Linked DNA regions of Mus musculus: region 1 is linked to region 2. Evidence: chromatin contacts called from public Hi-C data. All regions are on one chromosome and are shown on one strand. The core of a region is the stretch at or near the end of the contact, and the rest is flanking DNA. Distances in the headings are between cores, read along the strand shown. Region 1 overlaps Dock8 (dedicator of cytokinesis 8). Region 2 holds the start of Dock8 (dedicator of cytokinesis 8).

Region 1 (7,516 bases), core at 4,196-6,695, 140 kb before region 2:
TGCAAACTCAGAATCACAAAGACCTGGAGTCAAGGCTGTAGGAAGATTAAACGAGACAATGCTTTAAAAATATGTAAGACAATAGCTGGCATGCAGAAGTAAGATGCTCAATTCACTTAGGATGTTATTTTTCTTTTTTCAGGGGTGCCAACTGCTACTGACGTTACTCAACAGACAGAGTCAATGTTATTTCTTCCCAGAATACAAACTTGCCTTCAAAATGGAGCTACAAGATGCTCTTTGGAACCACTCAAGCTGAGCTCATGATGACGGGGAACCAAATAAGTCACACAATGTTCTAACTGGATGGCATGGGTTAGCCTACTGTCAGTCAGTATAGTGGACTGAGACATTTAAACTCTGAACTTCTCCAAGAGGCAAAACAGGGAACAGAAAGAACCTAGACTTGAGAGTTAGAGAAGGAGGCTCCACCTGTCCCCAGCTGAGGAAGGTGGCGTATCTCTCGAGCCCTGGTGCGGGTTATGGGGAGAAGAGAAGTTCTCACAGGATTCAAGGATGGACCTGAGAGCCCGCAGAGTTGCTACCGGATCCCTCATGAAGTTGGGCTTGAGTCCCTGCCCTAGGGATCTCGGTGCTTTTTCCACAAGCAGGGTGTTGCCTAAGATCTAAGAGTGGTTAAGGAAGTGTGTGTAAATGTGCGAGTTAATAGTTAGGACACCTTTCACTAAGGCAAATTTAGTTCTTCCCCCCCCCCCCCGTCTGCAATTTTGACTTGAATTTGGGATTATTTTATGAATTATTGATAGATGGGTCATGGCCCAAGTGGATCTTCTCTGAGGGGAAGCTTGACGGCGGGCAGAACAGGACATACAGGACAGGTTTTTTGCTTGTTTTGTTTTTCGAGACATTAAAAAAAAAAAATACTTTCTGTGTCTCCTGAAAAAAAAAAGGGATGAGTTTTGTTACCAGTCCATTTTGTGCCAGACCACAGAGCTCATGTATACCATGATGCTATTAACCAAAGGCTAGCAAGCTGTAGCCACAGGCCTTAACCAGCTTGGCTTGAAGATTAAGATCTGGTGTTGAATTGGTCAAAATTCCAGAGCCCTGTAGCTATGGTTAGGACTCACAAAATAGAGGTGGTGGGGACTAGCACACTGTAGGTGTGCCTTGAAGTCAGCTAGGAAGACAGGTACATACGTACAGTTTCCTCCACTCCCAACAGGACCCTCATTCATTCTATCAAACGCTCCCATGGGATTGTGGGATCTGAGTCAGTGCACTGGGGTCATCCTCAGACTAGGCCTTGGGACGCTGAGCCTCTCAGGGATTAAAACTGTTTCCATGGTAAAAGACAAGATTCTTAACTCTGCTGCCCGCCATGCCTTGCTTCCTCCAGATGTGTGGTATCTTCCTTTCCTTTGGCCCTTTTCTTTCTGTCTGTTCAGCATTGCTGTTTTCTCTGCCTCGGATTTCAATGGAGGAAACAGAGCTCAGGTAGGAATTCTACTCCTTTTCCTTAAACATATTCTTCAGTTAGTGTGAGAGGAAGGAACCCAGTAAACACGAAGGACTGGGTTTTGGATGTCTTCCTCTGTAGGAGGATGGTTCTGATGCTTCGATGGGGAATGTGTGGGTGAGAATGCTGAAGGTCCTGTTCCCCAATTGGTTCTTGACTGATCAATCAAGATACTAGTGGCCAATGGCTGGGTAGAAGAGGCAGGACTTCCATATTCCCAAAAGCCAGGCTAGGAGATGCAAGAGAGATTAGCCATGCTTTGGAGGGAGTGACCATCGGGCTGCTTCCCCAACTGGGCCTGGGGTAGCAGGCAAGATTAGAAATGCAACTAAGCTGAGGGCAGATTTAGAGATGTTGAGCTGGGCATGAGGAAAAGGACATGCTAGCCAAGGGAGGCTTAGAAGTACCCAGCCATTGAGCTAAAAGCATATTAAAAATAAGCTGGTGTGTGCGTGTGTGTGCCTTTCATTGGAGGATCCAAGAGAACCAGGGCAGGGGCTGGTAGTGCTATCTGCCCAGAGCTTAATTAAAGAGGGGTACTAGAAACTACATGCTATATCCCTCTATTGCTTTCTGCCTTATTACCCAGGGATTCTGTTTTTATTTGTTTGTTTTTATTTGTTTTTGTTTTGTTTTTGAGACAGGGTTTCTCTGTTGCCTGTCCCAGAACTTGATTTTTTTAGACCATGCTGGCCTTGAACTCACAGAGATCCTCCTGCCTCTGCCTCCTGGAGTGCTGTGATTAAAGGAGTACACCACCATTCCTGCCCCCACCTAGGGACTCTTACTGAACCAGAAGGTTCCAGAGTTGGCTAGGCTGGCTGGCCACTGAGCTTCTGGCACCCACCTATCTGTCCTCCAATGCTGGGGTTACATGCACATGCAGCCCCGCCTAGTTTTGTATGTGGGCTCTGGGGATTCGGACTCAGGTTCGCATCTTGCAGAGCATGTGTGCTCTCACCCACTGAGTCATCATCTTCCCAGCCTCTGTTCTTAATGGTCTTTATGACAAAATCTTTCCATGTCTGTCAATAGTGAAGTAGAAGGAGGTATCGGCACTCTTCTCATGATAACATGGAGGAGCAATAAATGTACCCTTGGCTGTTCTGCTGGGAGACTGACTCCATAGGTAGGTAAATAGATATACAGATTCCATATTCCTCCCAACCACTGTTAGTCTTGCTAGTTACTGCTTGTACGATATCAAGCGTTGAGTAATAAAGACGGATCACATCCTAGAAATCCAGTAGGTAAGACAGAAAACAATGGCAAATTGCATACAGTGCTCGTAAGGAGTGAATGGGGGCTCCAAGAGGAGGCTAGTAAAGTTGAGACACCATTACTGAGTATGGTGGCCAGAGAAGGGCTCTGTAGGAGGTGGTGCCAGGAGACAGAGCAGAAAGTGTGTTGAGGGTGAGTAGTAAAAGGTAGCTTGTGAGAGGAAACTTTTAAAAAGGCTTTAGGTTAAAAAGTCCAGGCCTGGTATTTTTTAGGAACTAAAAAGGGGTCCAATGTGGCTAAATGAGGGGACCATGGCATGAGACACAGGTACACATTAGGATTATACAAGGACATTTTAGCTATGGTTTCTTTTCATGGCACTTTACTTCTAGTATTCTGAAGACCACAAGGAGGCTGACACAGTCTGTATGACACTGGCTGCCTGGGGTGGGCGGGATGGACTGAGAGCAAAGATACCTCAAGAAGTACATGAGGAACAATGGTGGCTTGGTCAAGTGGGAACCATGAGGAGATACAAAGACGGGGGTTGACTTTTAAGGTAGAGTCGATAAAGTTTGGTGAAAGATGGATGGAGGATGAGAGACAGCTGCATTTCAAGGAGCAACCCTAGGCTTCGGATTAGGTCTTGACACAGGAAACTCTGCCTTCCCCAGGCGTGCTTTGCTCGCCCAGCCGGAGCATAGATACAAACACAAGAATCTTACCAGAAGCTCAAAGAAGAACCAGGCGTACTTGAAGACCGTTTCTCTCACTACTCCAGTGCTGACCACCATCTGCAGGGCAAGCTCCTCATGGAAATGCTAAACAACAAACCAACAAGAACCAGGCTGTGACGGCAAGGTTGATTAATACCCACTAAACCCTCTTTCCTTCTCTTCTGACTCAACAGCTGAGAGGCTTGTGTCCAAGGTACCCCAGGCCATGACAGGTGGCAAAATCAGTACAGAAATAACACATAGGAGGGCAGCGGGTGGCACTGCACCATGGCCCCAGCCTTACAATAACAGTTGCATATGTGGAGCAGCTCTCCTGGGTGGTACTGGTGGTATATGCTAGAGAGAAAGGACTTTCAAAGCCCCACCAACCACACAATGCGTTTGCTCTCTCTGCTCTTAGTTTGCTCTTCCACAAAACTGAGTTGTTGGTCGCTATGATCCTCAAGTAACACTCAGATGGCTGGTGCCATCCTTAGAGTCTGAGGCAGAAGGTCTAGAGCAGGGGCTGAGGATCTGCATTCTGTCAAGCTCCTGCTGGCACTGGGATGCCACACTCTGAGAACCACTGTCTGGATGATATATTCAGATGCCTTCAAGGTTGGACAAGTCTTTGCATCATCCCATTATTGCTTCATGAGGGAAATGTCATGGATGAGTTTATGAGTGAAACTCTGAATTACAACACACACACACACACATGAAAATTTTTTAAAGGGGAAAAAGGGAAGAAGCTGAGGATCAAAAATAAAACTAATAACTCATTTTGGTTTGCTTGATACTTCTATGCTCTCAAAATAGAACGAACTCCCTTTGTCTTGGGGGACCTGCTCGGTGCTGGGCAAATCAAGACAGTGCCATACCAACTAAAGGCAAAAGCAATGGCCAGGATTCTTTTGGCGTTCACTCATCTTACACATGTGTGCAAAGCCTAGAACACACGCACACAGATAGACTCTTCTGTGGTTTTTCCGCAGCCAGGAGAGTGAGAACTATTTCAACACTCAAATTTCACATCTTTGTGTGGAAGTTAGTTTCAAAGTCAGTCCAAAGCAAAAACTGAATGGTGATAATGATTGCAAATGACAAACTTTTAAACCATCCACAGGATTGGGGTACTCACAATGGCATTTACTAGCTCTTATAGACTTTTAATTTGAGGGCTACTTATCTAGATCGGAAGGAGACAAACGGAGAAATCTCTGAGCAGATGTTACAGTGTTCCGACTACTTTCTGCGGTTAAGTTCTGCTCATTGGCTGGTTTCACCCATTCTATAGGGTAGTTTAAACCTTAGTTATCTTAGTGCACGGGAGCACATCTGTTTGCTGAAGTAGTCTTAAGTGAGGCTGTGCCATCTGGGAGGGGTTGGAGTTGAGTGTTAACCCCACTGGTTGCCAACCAGGCACATGACAGCATGCTGCCCTTTCCACCCTCCCATGGGAAGAAGGAAACGCTCCACCAGCCGTGGAGGTAGCCGCTAGAAATAGGTCAGCCTGTCTGCCAGAGTCTTAGGGCAGGAAGAGATTACACAAGGATAAGCTGCTTCGCAATGTAATTCACATTGCTTACTGGACAGTGTTAGTGTAGGAACACCTTGCTCCAGAGGTTAGAGAAGACAGGCAAGTAGCAAAAGCGGTTGCTAAGCTATGAAGGCAACACACTGGCTAACTCCCCCCCCCCCAAATAAAACCAACTCCCTCCTGGTCATTCCGGGTCAAGGCAAGCCAACCGCAAAACCAAACAGGATGTACACTAAGGAAGTCGGACTTTAGGCAAATATGCTGATTGCTTCAGTTTTATTTTATTTTCAGACAGGACTCACTATGTAGCTCTTGTTTTCTAGAACTCTCTAAGCAGATCAGGCTGGCTTGAACTCACAGAGATCTCTTTGCCTCTCCAGTACTGGGGGATGGGGGCTAAGGATTGTGTCACATGTTCAGCCTTTTATAATACAGTTTTTAAAGGAAAGCAGAACTTGGGACCAGTGGCTGTGACAGCCTAATGCTAAATGTTAGGGTAGGTGACAAGTTAGTTTTGGGCCTAACCACAAGTTCCTGTCACTTTCCCTCTCAGAGTTAACACCTGGAAGATCTTGCCGACATCTAGAGCCTGGATTACTGTACGGTCTACAGCGTCAGCTCAGTGCCACCTCCCGTTCCCTATCCTTCACGCCTCCAGGCCAAAGACAGCCATTCGAGGCGCATGCTCTCCTTGTCTGTAATAAAATCTTTCCGTGCTGTTGGGGACTGCAAACAGCTTCATGTATAACTGCAGTTAGTGTATCTGCACTTTAAGGATCCTGAATGGTAATCATGACATCAACCTCTTGGATGCCTAGCAGAGAGGGACACATGACAGACAACTGGTTTGATAGCCTATGTCTCTCTGGACCACACTCACTGTCCTGACCAGGGGGTTTTGTTGGTTTCAGGAATCCCCTACTTTGCATGTTTTCTGAACTCAGAATTGAGGAGGGTTGCAGGTCAACCTTGAGGAATGGCTCAGGTTCTTTCTGGATGCACTTGGTCTCAGCCAAAAAACACGTAGTCAAGAAGGCATATTACTTCATATAGTGTTAAAATAATATTAATTTTGCCACTTGCTTTTGTTAAGGATGTGTGGATGTTAGCTGGGCAGGGGACAGAAAGCAAGCACTTAGTGTCTGTTTTCAGTTGTAACATGAAGACACCAGTGAGTCCTTTCTCGGGCTGAGATTACCCTTATTCCGCCCCGGTCTATACCTTTTTGCTGACTGGTCTTGGGGCTGCAGTTGAACCTGGCGCATCACTATTGCCAGAGCAATAGTAAGACATCCGGCTGCAGTTGCGATCGGCAATCTGAAACATACAAACTGTGATGAGGAAAATTCCTGGACATCACAACCGCAGAATTCGTTTTGATTCTATGTTAGGCCTTTTCTGTACTGGAACCACATATAAATATAAAATAACAGCCACATATAAATATAAAACCAAGCAAAGAAAGTAAATGATGTTACTTGTTCCTGAGATAGTTGCTGTTAATAGATTGATGTGCAGTAACATGGAGTTAAGTATAGTTGAAACACAGGAACCAACTCAGGGAGGATGGTAAAACCCAAGCGGAGACTACTGGATTCCCTTAGGGGATAAAGCGGGGTGCTTGTTGAGCGGCCATCCTACAAGGGTGCTGACAAAGACAGACAGACAGACAAACAAACAGACAGACAAACAAACAAACACTAGCTTAAGTGACAAAGAAGAAAGACCGCTCACTAAACAGAACAGGGGAGAGTTCAGAGGTCATTCTGGAAGTGCTCCTGACTGGCAAGTGCTCTACTCTCAGAGTAACCCAGCAAGTCGGAACCTGGGGTTAAGATAAAGAGAGAGCCAGGAAAATTCTCTTACTCTCAAGAGCCAGGTAATTTATGAAGGGTTGGGGGAGACAAATACGTACCCGCAAAGAGGAGAGATTGAGTTCTAAGAAGAAGGGGACACCTGAGCTTCAAAAAGCTTAATCAACACAGGACACAGCGCCAAGAGCATGTGCAGTCCAGACAGAAACCCTGTGCTGTGTACAGCAGACTGGTTCTAGGAAAATTCTCTGTTCTTGGAAGCTGACATGCACAGAGACAAGCCATTTTAAGCAGACTGCTGGGAGTCAGGGGCAAGGGACCCTTACAGGCCTGTCCTCTGCATAGCTCACTCTGAAGACTCAGAACTAGGCAGAGTTCTACATGGAAGAAACTCCACAGTCTGGAGTGAGAGTCATCAGCTCCCCAGGAGTGTACAAGCAGTGTGTGAGGACCAAGACTTGGTGTGGGGGTGGGGTGGGGCAAAGAGGAGAGTCCTAGGAGGCCAGAGGGCTGAAGTGACTGACAGATAAGATGCATGTTATCCATGCTAGGTAGGCAGCTGCTGCAGGCACCCAAGCATAGTGACAGACACGGGCTACACTTAGGCACAGGCACAGGCACAAAGGCAAACCTGCATAGGGGCCACATGAAGGTAGGCACACAGGCCTATGGACAGACACCCACACAGGCCTATGGACAGACACACACATATAGGCAGGCTGGTGAAAGCAAAGTCAAAAGAGAA
Region 2 (7,436 bases), core at 99-2,598:
CTCCTGAATCCCTAACAGCTTCCTGCCCTTGTTCCTTGTTTCCTGGCTTTTTTTCTTTCTCATGACAGGGACAAAGAGAGGAGAAGCGGGGAAGGCAATGATGACAGCCATCAAAACTTCCTATGCCCCTACGGCCCCACTGCAGCCAGGACAGCCTGATGAGGGGAAAGGCTCCGATAGGAAGACTGAATTATGATATAGTTACCCTTTAGCATTTGTATACAGTCCACATTAATAATTAAACTAATTGGACAGATGAAATAGTGAAGGAAGTGAAAGGTCTTGCTCACAACTGCACAGGGAAACTCCACTGGCCCTCTGTGGTCCTTACCGCTCACTATTCAAGGATGGTGATTCCTAGTGACTCCAGCTTCACTCACTAGCAGCCCAAAGATGAATTACTGTGGGCCAGCGTCCCACATGCAAAAACAAACAAACAAGAACAAGAAAAAAACACCAACCCTGGAAGTCCTCCAGAGCGCTGCCCTTCCACATTATCTTTTAGCCAGGCAGTCTAGATTTCCCAGGTCAAGGCAAAAATGCCCCCTTGAATACTTGTCAGCAGTTTTCAGTGGAGGAAACGCCGCCGCTTGAGTCTACCGAGAACTTTATGAGTAGTCAACTCACAGAGATGTGGCGTGTGCAGCTCTGTTTATAAATTGGAAATCCCTGTGTTCTTCACTTTTCTAGAGTGCTAGAAATCTTTAAACGTCAGCTACAGCTCATTCCCTTTCGCTTATTTAAAGGAGGAATTTTTTTAAAATCATTTTTTCCACTTCATGGTTGGCTCCTTTTGGACCAAGGTATAAAAATAGCGCTGCCATCCAAAGCCAAGATGTTTTTTGGAAAGAGGGGGTTGAAAGAGCCCTAACCCTGGACCACGGACCGATCTGCTTCAAAGCAGGGCTGATTTTCAGCCACTTAGCTTCTTTCCGCTGTCTCCCGACTGGAAGGAAGGCGCAATTTGTTAAGCCAAGTTCGGGCGCGCGACCCCGCGCTCCGGGTCGGGCCACCTGTCTCAGAACAGCGAGGGCGGCGGGAGCCACGCCGGGTTGGGGAGGTGGCGCAAGACGCTGGTCCGGACAGCAGCGCGGGTGACAAGAGGACGAGAATGAGTCGCCACGGGGACCGGCGCGCCCCGCCGCGGACTGGCCAGGAACCGCGCCGTCTTACCTGTTGATCTTGAGCGCGAAGGCGCGGCGCTCGGCGCTCGGCAGCGTGGCCATGGCGCGCGCGCGCGGTTCCACGGCTTCGGGGCTCGCGGGGCTGCGGGGGGACGGGACCCGAACGCACAGCCGCTGCAGAGCCCGGCGCGCCCGGCGCCAGCCTCATCTGTCAGCCGCGCCGCGGAAACTTCCGCATTTCCACCTTGGCCGCGCAGCTCCCGGGGGGAGGGCTCTGCTCCCTCCGCCGCCCGCGGCGCCGCCCGGCCTGGCACGCACCGAGCGCTTGGCGAGGGCGTGGACGCCGCGCCGAGCCGCGCTCCGGATACTCAGAGTCGCCGGCCGCAGGCGCGCGTTTCCCCCGCCGCTGACCCGGGACCGACGGGCACGGTGGCTGCGGAGCGCGGACCGCGAGAGCTGGCCGGAAACGCCGGCGGCCGGAGCCGGAGGGCGACTGGGGCAGTGAGCGCTGGATCCAGAAGCAGCCAGCGGGGTCTGGAGGGGCCACCCGGTGGATTGACGCCATTCCTGGGAACATTTCTTTTTAAGGCAGCCTCTTAGGACATCAGTCGACTTTTTCCCAGCCGAAGGCGCACTGTCATTCATGGGACACTTTATTATAATGGCTGCATCCCACGAGTAAATATTAGGAGCTATATGACTTTTCATTTTAGAACCTGAGGGAATACACAGCATTGAGATTGACCGGTATCTCAACAGAGTTCTGTTTTACATGGAGAAACCTGACCAGACCACAAAGGAGAAATCTGGAGAAATAAAAATAAAAATAATCCCCAAAGGATGAGCGTGGAAAAGACTGTGCCTATTTCAAGTAATATATTTGGTCCAAGTTGTGTTGTATGAACTCCGTGTGTTTCCACTTGTCAACTTGCCTTCGGAAACACGAAAGGGCTATATTTTTGGCTCAAAGCTGCAGAGTCTAGATATGGAAGCCACAAGCCACATGTGGCCGTTGGCCACTTGAATTTTTGGTTAGTCTAAAGTGAGATGGGTTGGAAAATAAATACACACTGGGTTTCCAAGACAGTACAGAAAAAAAATAAGGCAAAATGTCTTAATTTTTGTATTGATTGCATGTTAAAAACAATCCTTTGGAAGCTGTTAAGTTAAGAAACATATTATTAAAGATAATTTCACCTGTTTGTTTTTCCCTGTATTAAAATGTGGCTCCCATTAAGAAGATGTAAAAATTACTTCCTTAGCTCACATTTGCTGGCACATTGAGTTCTTACTGAACAACACTGGTCCACTACAACTTAATTTGTAACCTAATACTAAAATACTGGCCGACCATATGCTATTTATTCTTGGCAGCCTTCTTCCTCTGCTTCTGGGTAGGTAGTTGAGCAAACCTTCAGAGCTGGTTAGGTAACTCTCCCCCTCCCTCATACCAATGCCTTTAAACATAAAAGACAATGTGTACAACATAACAATACAGAGACTCTAAGTACAGACCGACAGAAAACACGACTTTAATAAACGAGGCCAACTATTCCTTGTAATCCAAACCTGTAATCTCCACTACTCAGAAAGCTGAGGCAAGAAAGAGGATCACAAATTCAAGGTCTGCCTGTGCTACAAAGCAACTGCAAGGCCTAACATTCTCAAGGGCCTGGATTCATTCCCAGGGTCAATTTTCTAGAAGGCTTAAAAATATATATCTGTTGTTTCTAACTTCCAAAGGTCTCCTAAAGATATTTACTACAATGGGATTTATGGGGAAATACTTGGATAGAAAAATATTAAAAGAATAATTGTGTGTGTGTGTGTATCTTCATTCTGTGAACAATAAGTAACCCATTGAAACATTTTTACCAGAGCCTTTAGTCCACGTACAGGTGGGCTTGTCTTGGGTTTCTAAATGTTCATGGCATGCACTTTCATACAAATCAAAAATATACTTGGTTCCACATAAACCCAAGTAAAATGTAATGAGGTTATCTTAAATGGCTCAGATATTTCCATTAGGGAAACTTTTTTGAGCCGGTCAGGAGTATATCATGGCACCTCACACCTTGCCTCACATTATACTATATTCAATGTATAATATCTGACTGTGGAGCTGAGCTTAATCTAATTACCGTTATCCATGTTGTCATTTTATGCTTAGAAATACCTTCACATTCCCTTAACAGTCACTGAGATCATCAAGAATGTTATCTATGGAGCTAGCCATAGCTTTATCTGCTCTCTAACGAATTCACGGTTCACCAGCAAACCTCAGGAGTGGCCATCCTAACGTCTCCTCTCTGCATGTTCACTGTCTCTGCAGTTCCCTATACTCGAGCTTCTCTCTTTATTCCTCCAGGCAGAGCTAACTGCAAGGCTTCCCTTCCTCATTTGCTGGCCTCTCTGGCCCTTCCTCCTTCTCTTTAGCCTTGTGTCATTCAACTTTGTTTCCCTTTTCACAAAACCTTGCTCTTGACTTCTGCAACCAGCCATCCCTGCATCAATTATCTTAACTTCTCATTTAGGTTTCCCCAAACTTTATTTTTCTGTAAATTGCGTCTCTCTTGTATTATTTAACACACAACTAAATGACACCCGAACTGGGCACTGTTTCGAGCCCCTTTACAATTAACCAGTTACCTAATTCATAATAACCACTAAGTAATGCCATTGTCTCTACCCTACAACAGAGGAAACCGAGGAGCTGATGGATTACAATGACTTGGCCCAGATCACAGAGCAGTGAGTGCAGGGCCATTTCCTATCCCAAAGCTCTGCCTGTCACCTAGACACTTCCGTTTAAACATCTTCTAGCTCCATAGAGCTAATGGCTCTCCCTCTTACGATCACTCACAGCTGTTGTTGGCAATGCCTCCCTATTCCTCGGATTTAAACTTTGGACTTACTGAGTAAGTTAAAAGCCTCAAGTCCCGGCTATGGCTTCTGCTTTGAGTTGACTATGATCCCAATGACCACCACCTTTGAATCAGAATCCTTCACCTTGGATGACCTTCACCTACATGCTGCTGTCTGGACTAAAGAAAGTGTCAGCTGTAGCTTCCCCCTCACCTTTACCTTTCAGCTCTAACCACCTTCCGGGGGCGGTCACACATTCTGTATAAAGTATCACTTCTTCATAAACATACCAGTGTTCGTACGGATTCCATCCTGGCTCATGGGTTCATGTCAGGATAACAAAAACCACTCCCTGCTCCACGCCTTGCTTATTCTGGTCTAATTGGTCTCTGCCACTGGCCTACATCCCTGCCAACTACCCTTCGTAGTTTCTCGGCAGCCTCCATGATCAAGTGAATCCTCCCCTCAGTGACTGACAGGCCTGCCTCAGTCAAAGCAGGGCAGAGCCACAACTCATCACCGAGAAGACAGTGGTCTTTCTTCTGGGGCCTTCCTATCTGTTATTCCTCCTGCTCTCTTCAGCCTACATTACCACCAGTTCTCTCCATCCTTCAGGGATTGAGGCAAGTTTTTATGTCCCACGCAAGGGAGAACTTCTCTCAGTTTGTCAGCGCTCTTTCTTGGTTTGGAAGCGTATCTCACTGTCAGTAAACACATCCTAATAGAATTCAGGCTGCACCAGGGTCGGTCTACATTGAGAACCGAGGCCGTTGGCACATCTCCTCCCTTCTTGCAAAAACTATCTCTACAGCTTCCCAAGATTCTCTCAGATTGTATTCAAATGTCATCTTCCGGGATACTGCCTGACTCCTTTTCCATAGCCCTTATCCTGATATACTAGATTTGTATGTTGAAAGGTTAAATAAGTTTTAATAAAGTATAATGAGAGGACAGTATACTCTTCATGGCACAAGGCAAGCAGACAATGAGAGAACACCATGTTGACTATTTTTTGCTTACTTTAAATGTATTACTCTTTATGCTGATAGTACATAAGATCCACAGAACTTTTTTCTTCTTCTTCTTCTTCTTTTTTTTTTTTTTTTTTTTTGGTTTGGTTCATGTTTATTGTTCCAGTGCCCAGAACAGAGCCTCACACATAGCTGGTACTCAAATAAGTGGAGGCACACACTCACTAACTATTAAAATAAACCCGAGTAGAAGTGGCCAAGTTCCCCCCATGTCTTTCAGAAGGAAGCGAGATCAGTATGTGTTATTCTCTTGAGTGTTTTAATTTGCCTTTAGATGAATGTTTTCCAGCTCTGTTCTGTATTTATTTCAAACCAGCACATAATATATTTTAGTATCTTCACTATAAGATTTGGATTGTAGCTTTCTTTCTCTGCCTTTCTCTCTGCCTCTACTACCTTCTTAACTCCTCCCCCCATGCCCTGAATAAACTCTATTCTATTAAAAAAAAAAATGGATTGTATCCAAATGTATCTGCATTCAGTGGGAATAGTCACATTTCTCTATTCTGTAACTAAAGGGACTTTGGATGGATTCATTAAGAAACTCCTTCCTTATCCACACACTTTCCAACTATTCTCCAAACCCTCTCCAAGTGGTCGCCATAGATCAAGTCCTGTGCTGGTGACAGCAGGATCAACACAATTAACAATGCGGTTCTCTGACTTCCTAGGACTCACGGTCTAGGAATGAGACACACAGAGAAGGAAAAGGAGGCCCGGGCTCTGTGGAATACCACAGGAACCTTTGCTGTACGCAACTCTGGGAGAGTGAGGAAGCTCAGGCAGGAAATGACTTATTCTTGAGGGGAGGGGGAGAGCAGCAGAGAGATTGACACCAAACACGATGGCGTTGTTGCCATAGTGATGTTGGAAGTGAGTCTTAATGGATAAGTTAGGCAGGCAGAGAAGAGTCACTGAGGCTATCGCAGACAGAAGGAGCATTGTACAACACAGGCAGAAAGGTAGACGATACCAAATCCACTCAGAGAAAAAAAAGTAGAAAAAATATGAAGCCTTGGTAGACAGGGCCTGCGTGCAAATAAAACTTGCTTTTTGTCTGTGCAGGTTATTCCTCTGGGAGAAATCTCTTTCTACCTGGCATTCCACAGTGAGAAATATCTAATATCCTTGAGAATGTGGGGCAGCAAGAGGCGGGGAATGTCTCTCCTACTTCTGGCAACTTTTCTTAACTTGTATAAACGCTGATGTTAGTGAAGGGTTGTGTATTGTTTGAGAAATACTTCAGACAATACTCACGTATTAGCTGCTATCCTCACCACTGTGACCAATAGCTGACAAGAAGCAGATTTATGGAGGAAGGTTTATTTTGGCCCACCGTCGGAGGGGACAACCCATCCTGGTAAAGAGGGTGTGGATGCAGGATCCGGCTCCTGGGTATGGCAGTCAGAGTGTGAGAGTCCTCGCTCACACCTGGGCAGATCAGGAACCAGAGAATGCTGGTGCTCCTTTGTCCTCTTTTCATCCAGTCTAGGCTAGGGAGAGCACTGTCCACAGTTAGGGCATGTCTTCTCCATCTGTTAACTATCCCTTGATGTACCCAGAGGTGTGCTTCACTGATACTATAGACATTTTGATACTATAGACATTGTTTTCTTGAAAAACAAACAAACAAAAAACAACTTTTTATTGATTGTTTGTGAATTTCACATCAGGCACCTTAAATCCCACCTATCTCCCTGCCCCCTCATATCTGCCCTCTGCCCTTGAAACTCCAGCAAAAGAAAACAAATAAACAAATAAAAATAATAAAAAATAAAAACAACAAATAAGAGGGGAAACACCCCCCCCCCGTGGAAGCTGCGGTGTATCATGGTATGTCACAGTGTATCACACAGTGCACCCTTCTGTTCAAACAGCTTGACTTGTAAATGTTTATTACAATGAGCCAATGGTCTGGTTTGAGGCCTCTGCCTTCTGCTAAACGATCAATACTAGTTTCTCACTGGGGCTCCTCTCAGATGTCCTGTTGTTGCCCAGTGTCACGGAGGTCCTTCAGCTTGGTATTGCAGGACTGGCCTCTTCACACGCTCCAGCAGTTCATAGATGAGGTAGATGCTGGGGTGGACCAACTCAAAGTCCTGGATCTGTGCCTGGGAGGTGGCTGTGTTGTTCACCCTGCCAGCTCCCCATGCACCTGCATCACCAGGGCCAGCTCTCCCTCTTTGCCTAGGCGAGGGGTGGGGCCAGGTCTCCTGCTGGTAGCCGCAGGAAAGGCACAGGGTTGGCTCTCTCACCCTCAGGCTCAAGCCTTCAGGGTCAGTTCTCCTACACCCATACCACCAGGGCAGTTCTACCGCTATAGATATTTCTTAATCTAATCAAGTTTATATCCACAATTAACTACCATAGCTCCCCAAATCATATAGTGCTGGTCCCCCAGTCTAGGTACTTTTGC

Evidence for each region. A called contact is a pair of places that touch in the nucleus more often than the background predicts.
Region 1: a Hi-C map of granulocyte-monocyte progenitors shows a contact between it and region 2, with 4 times the contacts expected there. A contact is called at or near these places in 2 of 484 Hi-C or Micro-C datasets (granulocyte-monocyte progenitors and nephron progenitors), 1 of 130 datasets of targeted methods (neural progenitor cells) and 3 of 9 other capture datasets (adipose tissue, liver and pancreatic islet).

Annotation. Positions count from the first base shown.
Region 1 is chr19:25,136,075-25,143,590 of GRCm38.p6, reverse strand. Dock8 (dedicator of cytokinesis 8) reads right to left here. Exons shown (of 48, transcript NM_028785.3): 23 at 6,179-6,274; 24 at 3,427-3,522. Among named protein-coding and RNA genes, the nearest start is that of Gm34186, 16 kb to the left of the region's middle.
Region 2 is chr19:24,993,441-25,000,876 of GRCm38.p6, reverse strand. Dock8 (dedicator of cytokinesis 8) reads right to left here and starts at 1,348. Exons shown (of 48, transcript NM_028785.3): 1 at 1,174-1,348. The coding sequence starts at 1,226.